Linked DNA regions of Ovis aries: region 2 is linked to region 1. Evidence: chromatin contacts called from public Hi-C data. All regions are on one chromosome and are shown on one strand. Each heading gives the region's core, a stretch centred on a gene start, on an enhancer-like site or on the middle of the called end of the contact. The rest is flanking DNA. Distances are from core to core; before and after follow the strand shown. Region 1 holds the start of LOC105610032 (basic salivary proline-rich protein 1-like). Region 2 overlaps NAV1 (neuron navigator 1).

Region 1 (3,977 bases), core at 678-3,177:
TGGGCAAGAGGACCTGGCTTCTCCACGGGGAGAGGGCAGTGTCTGTGACGAGCTCGGGGTGCTGGGTGCCGGCCGGAGCTCCAGGGAGCATTCTGGGGTCAGGAGGGCAGGGTGATGTCTCACAGGCCAGATCGGCTCCTGGTGCCCAGCTGCCGCCCTGGCACCTCGTCCCTGAGCCTCCCCTGGGCTGGACCATCCCAGACTGCCTTGGCCAGGCTGTAGGAGGGGCGGGGAGCTGGTGAATCTGGGGGCCGAGCAGCACGCTGGGCAGTAACAGCGTGAGTCCCCAGGAAGGAGCACCTTCAGGTGGCGGAAAGTCTTCCCCCGGCCATCTGAGTCCTCCTTGTCGAGGAGGGGTTTCCTCTCCCCCCTCCTTCATTGAGGGGGCTTTGGGATCCCAGGGCAGGGAGGCCTAGGTGGGTGGTTCTGTGCCTTTGCTGGCTGTGTGTCCCAGCGTCTCCCAGTGCCAGGCACAGAGGAAGGAGACAGAGGTGGCCTGGGCAGGTCCCAGGCCCGAGAGCTCCTCAGGGCCAGCACTGCCTGCGCCCACTCCACCCGCAGCCCATCCACTCGCGCCGCGCTGGTGTCCTCTGGTGCACTTGCTGGAGCGTGGTGCTGGGCCTTCCCGAACGTCTGCTCAAGCCAGTGTGTCGACCCGCTCCCCAGGCTGGCGTCCAGGGGCCACAGGTTGAGAAGCACTGTCACACATCGCCGTGGAGGCCTCACCGTGGCAATGCCCACGTCCCACCGTGACAGCATCCTTGCAGACCACAGGCCCCAGGGTACCACTGACCTTTCCCCAGGAGCAAACCAAAGGGCAGAGATTCCTCGATGGCACGGTGCCTTCTGCTTTGCCCATGTCCTTCCTCACGATGTATCCTCATGATCTCTGGGGCTCAGATTTTTCAGTGGCTGCCTCCTTCCTTGAGTATGGATCTCGGTGGGCAGAGCTCGTACCTGGGAGGTTCACTGCTTCTGGAGCGCCTGTAGCAACCTCGGGCGCAGGGTAGATGCTCCGCCAGCCTTTGGACCATGAGGGTGAGTGATGCCGGGTTGTCTCTGAGTCGGGAGTGGGTCCTGAGCCTCTGACCTTCGGGAGCGCACCTCACCATGGTCCAGGAGCCCAGAGCCTGCAGGGCTGGCAGAGTGGGGTCCAGAAGACTCACTGCCCGGCTCCGGTGCCAGCTGTTGGGGCTGGGAGTGGGGAGGGCTTGTCTCGAATTTGCCCCCCGCCTGCCTCCCCCGTTTCTGTCCTTCAGTTCCCAAACCTGTGACGTGAAGACAGTGAGAGCGCCTGCCTCCAGAGGCCTGGGAAGTCGCAAGTGAGTCGCCGTGGCAACCGTGCACCTTCACCTAGCGCTTCTCAGGGGCCGCACGCCGTTCTGGCGATGGACACAGACAAGCCTGCTCGGTCTGTTACCAACTCCTCACTACAGATGAAGCAGAGTCTCGGTGCTGACCGGCGTCACGCAGCTCGTAAGCGGCAGAGGGGGCCGATCCGGGCGGTCTGCTTCCATTCACTGGGCCGTGCCAGCCACGGACTCGCTCCAGAAGACGCCAGATTCCAGCCATCTCAGGAGGCTGCACAGCTGCCCTGAGGGCCCAGCCCCACTCCACCCCGACTCGCCCCAGGACCGTTCCTGCGGCCAGCCCTGGGGAACTCCCCGGGACGAGGACGGAGGATTTCTGGGACAAAGGAGAGAGATTCCTAGTGGCTGGGAAATGGTCGCCTTCCACGTGGCCTGCCCTGGTGAGGGCGCTGCTCCGACATGGTCCTGGAGAGGGGGTCTTTGTTGGGGAGGCCGACCCACGAGGGGCCCAGGAGGGTGGGGTGGAACAGCAGGCGCATGGCCTCAGCGCAATCTACACGGTCTCCTGAGACCACCTCCCCCAGCAGCTGCCTCGGGTCTGAGGGCTGGGCCCTGGCAGGTGGGCTGGGCCAGGGTCACGGGCCAGGCAGCCGCGAATGTCCATCTCTGAGCATCTGGTTCCACCTAGTGGCCTCTGATGTCCCCACGGCCCCAGAGAGCCAGGGCTGTGGCCGGCAGGGGGCTGCCTCTCTTCAGTGCAGTCACTCAGTCGCGTCCGGCTCTTTGTGACCCCGTGGCCTCCCTGTCCATCACCAACTCCCCTCCCGGAGTTCACTCAAACTCACGTCCATTGAGTCGGTGATGCCATCCAGCCATCTCATCCTCTGTTGCCCCCTTCTCCTCCCACCTTCAATCTTTCCCAGCATCAGGGTCTTTTCAAATGAGTCAGCTCTTTGCATCAGGTGGCCAAAGCGTTGGAGTTTCAGCTTCATTATCAGTCCTTCCGGTGAAGACCCAGGACTGAGTTCCTTCAGGGTGGCCTGGTTGGAGCTCCTTGTGTCCAGGGGACTCTCGAGAGTCCTCTCCAGCACCACAGTGGCATTGCCCAGGTCGGGGATTGCGGCCCGCCCCCTCCGAGGGGCAGCTGATGCGCACACGCAGAGCAGGGGGAGCAGAGGGCTGCCGCCTCATCTCCTCACCGCCGACCACCTGTCCTGCGTGTGCCTGGCCCTGGCACTTGACCGCTCTGGCCGCAGTTCCCATGGTTTCCACGTCTGAGAAAGAAGACTGTGGGTGTAGACCCTCTTCAGGATCCCTTTCCTGCTACGTGATCAAGGGGCTGAGTTTCAGCTCTGGAGTTGGACAGACCTGCAATTTGGATCCCGGCTGTGTGTCCTTGGGCAAGTTATTTGCTGCTGAGCTGCGGTAGCAACGTAAACACAGAGTATGATGGTTCTATCCAGCAGCCTGGCCCAGTGAGTGCTCATGAAGCCCAAGGCAGCAGCAGCAACTGCCTGTCCCCTGAGGCGGGGCGGGAGCCTTGTCCCCCAACCCCGTGTGCACGGCCGGACTGAGGGTGGGCGGCCCCGAGGGCCCCACAGGTCTGAGTGCTGCCACCCGTGGGGCCTGGGGAGGCGTGTTCTGCGGGCGGCACAGAGCGCCCTGTGTCCAGCAGAGGGCCCTGCCCTGTCCTGCCTGGCTGCCGCGGGCGGAGGGACGGGGGGTGACCACTGGAGCCGGCTGGCGATGCCAGACGCCCGCTGGGGGCGGGCCCAGCAGCCAGCTGCCCATCGAGCTGGGCCCGCACTCGGCCCGGCCTCGCCTCTGTGTGCGGGCAGCCGTGCCGCTCGTCCGGCCATGCGGTGGCTGTGGCCGCTGGGCGTCTCCCTTGCCGTGGCGCTGGCAGCCGGGCCCGAAAGGGCCCCTGGGGGCGTCCGCCTGCAGCAGGGTGGGCACCAGCCTGCGGCCCAGGAGCAGCCGGACCGGTCCAGGCGAGGAGCTGAGTGGGAGGACGCCAAGAGGTTGCAGCAGTACGTGCCCGAGGGGTGGGCTGAGTACCCCCGGCCCATCCGCCCCGCCGCCCTGCAGCCCACCCAGCCCCGGGTGGCCGCCAGCCCCTCCCCGGACTGGGCCAGAGAGACTGGGGGCAGCGGGCAGGAGCCCCGGGGCAACGTGACAGGGACGCCCGGCCGGCGCCTGCAGGTGCAGAACCCGCTGTACCCGGTGACTGAGCGCTCCTACGGGGCCTACGCCATCCTGCTGGTGGCCCTGGTGCTGTTCGCCGTGGGCATCGTGGGCAGCCTGGCGGTCATGTGCGTCGTGTGGCACAGCTACTACCTGAAGAGCGCCTGGAACTCCATCCTGGCCAGCCTGGCGCTCTGGGACTTCCTGGTCCTCTTCTTCTGCCTCCCCATCGTCACCTTCCACGAGATCACCAAGCAGAGGCTGCTGGGCGCTGTGTCCTGCCGGGCGGTGCCCTTTGTGGAGGTGAGTGTGTGGCCGAGGAGAGCCCACGGGATGAGGGCGGGGGAGCTGCCAGCGTGGGTGGAGAGGGTGTGTGAGGCCCCCCAGGTTGCTCAGGGCCCCCGCACCCCAGCCCGGCTCCCGCCCCCAGCAGCCTCAAGGCGGCCCCTTCTCTCCATGCTGAGAGCTCCCTCCCCTGCCTTA
Region 2 (3,885 bases), core at 608-3,107, 260 kb before region 1:
CTCTCCCAGGTCACCTTTCAGGGGGCACTGAGGGATCTGCCTACATTCAGTGACTGGGCCAAGGTCCAGGAGAAGCCGTGGGTCGGGCAGACTGTGTCTGCTTCACAGGGGCTTCCTGGATGGAGTGCGTGGTGAAGGGGACATTCTGGAGTGTCTTCACACTCGGTACCCTCAGTTTTGCGGATGCTTTTCCCCTGGGAAGGCAATGGGTTCTGTTTCTGTTCGCTGTGGTCTCCTCTTCTCTGTCTGCGGTGACGTCCTGCCTGCAAACCACGGCTGGTTCCACAGCCCTGATCTTTCAGGAGTCTGCACTGGGGCTGCGCCCACACACGCTCGCCCGGACATGCACCTCTGGCCTGGGGTCTGCATGCCCAGCCTTCCCGCGGCTGCTCACCGCCCCTCCCCACCAGCATCTCCGGGTCCTTGCACAAACTGCCCTGCCCAACGACGGACCCTGCAGGCGCTCCCAGCGAGGGCCTGATGCCGGCTCCCACCAGCTCCCAGCGCCGACCCCCAGCACCACTCCCTGTCTCTGGGCTCAGCGACATCACAGCACCCTTGCAGTGTTTCTGCCCTGGAGACTGGCCAACACCACATATCCAGGCACCCCTGCCTCCGAGAGCCAGGGTGAAACAGCAGTCCATGCACCATGGCAGGCTGGGTATCGGGCAGATGTTCCGGCTAACCCCAACCACGGGGGCCTGGTCTGGAACCTCTACTAGGAGAAGCAGGGCTCCCCAAAGTGATGCAGGCCAGGGTGGTCCCGTGGGTGTCTGGGAGGACACTGAAGGCTGGTGCCCCTGTGCCCCTGTCCCTTCCAGGGCCGGGACCTCAGGGGCTCAAGGGTGTGTCCCAGGCCCTTAGGAAGGCCTGAGAGGCAGAGCCATGTCCCAGGACCCGTCCAGGGATGCAGCCTCCGGCCACCTCCGACCTACTCACCCAGCTCCTCTCCTCCCTCCAGACCCTGAGTCCCAGAGAAAGAGGACCGTGCAGAATGTCCTGGATCTGCGCCAGAACCTGGAGGAGACCATGTCCAGCCTGCGAGGGTCCCAGGTGACTCACAGGTAAGAGCCTGCTGCCCCTCCTGCCCTCTGTGGAGGGCGGGCCCCCACCTGGGCCGGGGCAGCGTGCACTGAGTCCACGGGGGAAGCGCGCCCATGCCTGGCGTCAGCTTCTGCTGGACACTTGGACTCCATCTCATCGGGCTGGAGCCTCGCTGGGTGGTTGGAAGGAGGAGTCAGCCTGCGGCTCAGGCCATGACTGCCCCTCCACGCCCTCCTGGGTGTCCACCTCCCCGTGTCTCAAGGGCTTGCTCACTCCCTTCCTCTCCCTGCTCTGAATCTTCCATGTGCCCTTCCTGACACGCAGCAGCCTTCTTGCCCCCTCAGCCGGCAAGCGGCCCAGCCTCTGCGCCGTGCAAACACCCTCCTCCTGCCCCTCACGAGCCCTTGCAGCCTCCACCATGCGGGGCGCCCCCCTCCTGCCGCGCCTCTCTCTGCCCTGGTGTCCTGGCCCCAGGCTCGGCATGACTCAGAATTTCCTGCACTGGCTCCTGGGGCTGCCCAGATGAGCTCATACTGTCAGCTCCAAGGGGGACAGAGGGCTGGGCTACACCCTGGGGGTAAGGGGCGAGCCGCCAGGATTGAGAAATCCTCGGGGTGTGGAGCAGGAAGGTAGAGAAGAGTTGGCTCCTTCCCACCTCCTGGGATTGGAAAATGGGAGCAAATGGGCAGTGGGGGGACTTCTCCTGACCCAAGTGTGTGGCCAAGTTATAGGCAAACCAAACTTACATGCCTCCAGCGACAGAGGACTCATCACTTCCCAGCCATCCCATCCTCGTGAGGGGGGTGGTGACTGTGAAGCGGAGCTGACTCTGGCCTCAGCGGCTTCCAGATCCCTTGCTGAGATCCCCTTGTCCCTCCTTCCCCCTTGTCCCTCCTTCCCACGCTCCTCCCCAGCCCCCCCTCATCCCCTGCCTGCTCCCAGACATCTGAAATATTTCCCGTGATAAGCAGAGCCTGCTGTCTCTGTGACTGCCTCTGCTCGAGCCAGCAGGATTCCAACTGCTGAAGGGATGTGATGAGGAGGGCTGAGGAGAAAGTGGATGTGGTCTCTGGGAGGCTATGGGACCCTGTACATCCGTCTCCAGCCCTCCCAGCCCTAAGCAGGAACCCACGTGGGACAGGGGTCTGGCTCGACTCCGCTCACTGCTTTGAGTACCCAGTGGATTAAGTCTTGGATGCCCTCCTTCCCCAGCCAGGGAAGTTGCTGGAACAGCTCAGCCCCACCTTGCCTGCCAGCCCCATGCCAAAGAAGGCCCATGTGCTCTGCTCCTGTGGGGTCACACCCCAGGTGGCTCACCCGCAGGGCAAGGGCAGCAGCCCCCGGCTCCTGTCCCCACCTCTGATCCCCACATGAAGACAGCTTGACCCCATGCAGGCCCTGCTGCTTTCTGCAGGGGAACAGGAAGGCCTCGTGTGTGAAGTTGACCGGTTCGTGGGCAGCGCCTGGGCCTCTGGCTTGTCTCCCTCTACGGGAGAGGAACCAGGAGCCCTGGAGCGGCCTTTCTGTTTGCTGTGGGCCCAGAGCCGCTTCCTCCCTGGGCCTTTGGTTTGCATCATTCCTGGTGCACACTTCAGTAGCCAAAACAACGACCCCCTCAGCTTTGATGGCTCTCGTACTAAATGCTTCACATTTATCAGCCCTCCCTTGGCCCTGGGAGCGGACAGGACATGCACACAGGGCCCGGGTTAGAGGAGGAGCAGCGAGAGGCTGGGAGAAGGGGCCACGTGCCAGGCTTGCCCAGGCTGATCAGGGTGCTTCTGCGTCCAGCGAGCCAGGGGCGCAGCTCCCAGGACAGACACGGGCTGTGTCCTGGAGGAGCTCACGGCCCAGTGAGCACGCCCAGCAAGGCGCTTTCCACCCTGGGGTCACAGGCTGCCTGTAGTTCAGCTTAGTTCCTTTTTGGAAACCTTTCCTCCCGTGCCACTTCCCCTGTTCTCCAGCTCGATTCCCCCGCAAGGAGCGAGTCTGAGTCAGGGGGCTGGGGCTGCAGAGGAAGTGAGGCTGCTCCCCTCAGCCCGCTCCGGCCCATCACGCCGTCCACCCCACACACGTCCTCCCCAGAGAGGAGCAAGACTGGAAGGTGGGATCTGGGACTGGAAATCAGGGACCCAGGTTTGAGCTAGAATTTCGGCCACCGACTCAGCGGTGTCTGGAGGTGTGTTTGGGATAAAGATGAGCGGTGAGGTCAGGGCTGCCCCCTCACCGCACTGCCTGGAGAACAGAACCGGGGGCACAGCTGCTCTTGGTGCCAAGTTTGCCCTGAAAACAGGCTTCCCTAGAGCGCCGTCCCCACCGGGACTGCCACGCCCTCTTCCTTCTCTCCTCTCCCCTCGTCAGGGCAGCTTGTTTCTACTGAGTCCGTACCGCGTGAGGCCCAGTCCCGTGTCGGGCAGAGAATCCTCCCGAGCAGCAGAAGTGAGGCCGGCCACCTCCCAGGACCATGGGCGCCCCCTTCAGGGCGCTTCCGTGCTCCCCAAGCTCCGAGTCACTAGAGAGAGAGAGTGCTCGAGGCATGACAGGGCCGGCAGGAGGGCCCAAGGGGGAGATGCTGGTCAGCAGCCAGGCCGGGGAGCCTGCTCACTGGCCGCCCTGCCGTCTCCGTCCCTGCGCACCCACAGGGCTCCTACAGGGCCCACCACCCGGCTCACCCTGAGCTCATAACAGGGAAGAGGTGCTGGACACTCTGAGCAAAGTGGGTGACCGAGGCCTTCTCCTCCCGGGCGGCCCCTCCCACCCTGCGCCCAGGTTTACTGAGCATCTTCTGTACACCAGGCACTTGCATGTGGTCCTTTGAATCTATATATGATGACGCAGCTGTTA

Evidence for each region. A called contact is a pair of places that touch in the nucleus more often than the background predicts.
Region 2: a contact with region 1 is called in a Hi-C map of tail adipose tissue, with 4 times the contacts expected there. The contact joins the enhancer-like site here to the promoter of LOC105610032 in region 1. A contact is called at or near these places in 2 of 16 Hi-C or Micro-C datasets (liver and tail adipose tissue).

What each region holds. Positions count from the first base shown.
Region 1 is chr12:79,833,542-79,837,518 of ARS-UI_Ramb_v3.0, reverse strand. LOC105610032 (basic salivary proline-rich protein 1-like) reads right to left here and starts at 1,927. Exons shown (of 3, transcript XM_060396809.1): 1 at 1-1,927. GPR37L1 (G protein-coupled receptor 37 like 1) reads left to right here and starts at 3,131. Exons shown (of 2, transcript XM_027976133.3): 1 at 3,131-3,797. The coding sequence starts at 3,168.
Region 2 is chr12:80,095,598-80,099,482 of ARS-UI_Ramb_v3.0, reverse strand. It overlaps NAV1 (neuron navigator 1), which reads left to right. Exons shown (of 33, transcript XM_042229499.2): 5 at 962-1,064. Among named protein-coding and RNA genes, the nearest start is that of IPO9, 83 kb to the right of the region's middle. Within about 2 kb of position 1,857, at least 14 of the 54 cell types and tissues checked have an H3K27ac peak or open chromatin away from gene starts, as enhancers often do. A contact at or near this core is called in tail adipose tissue, where this site is marked.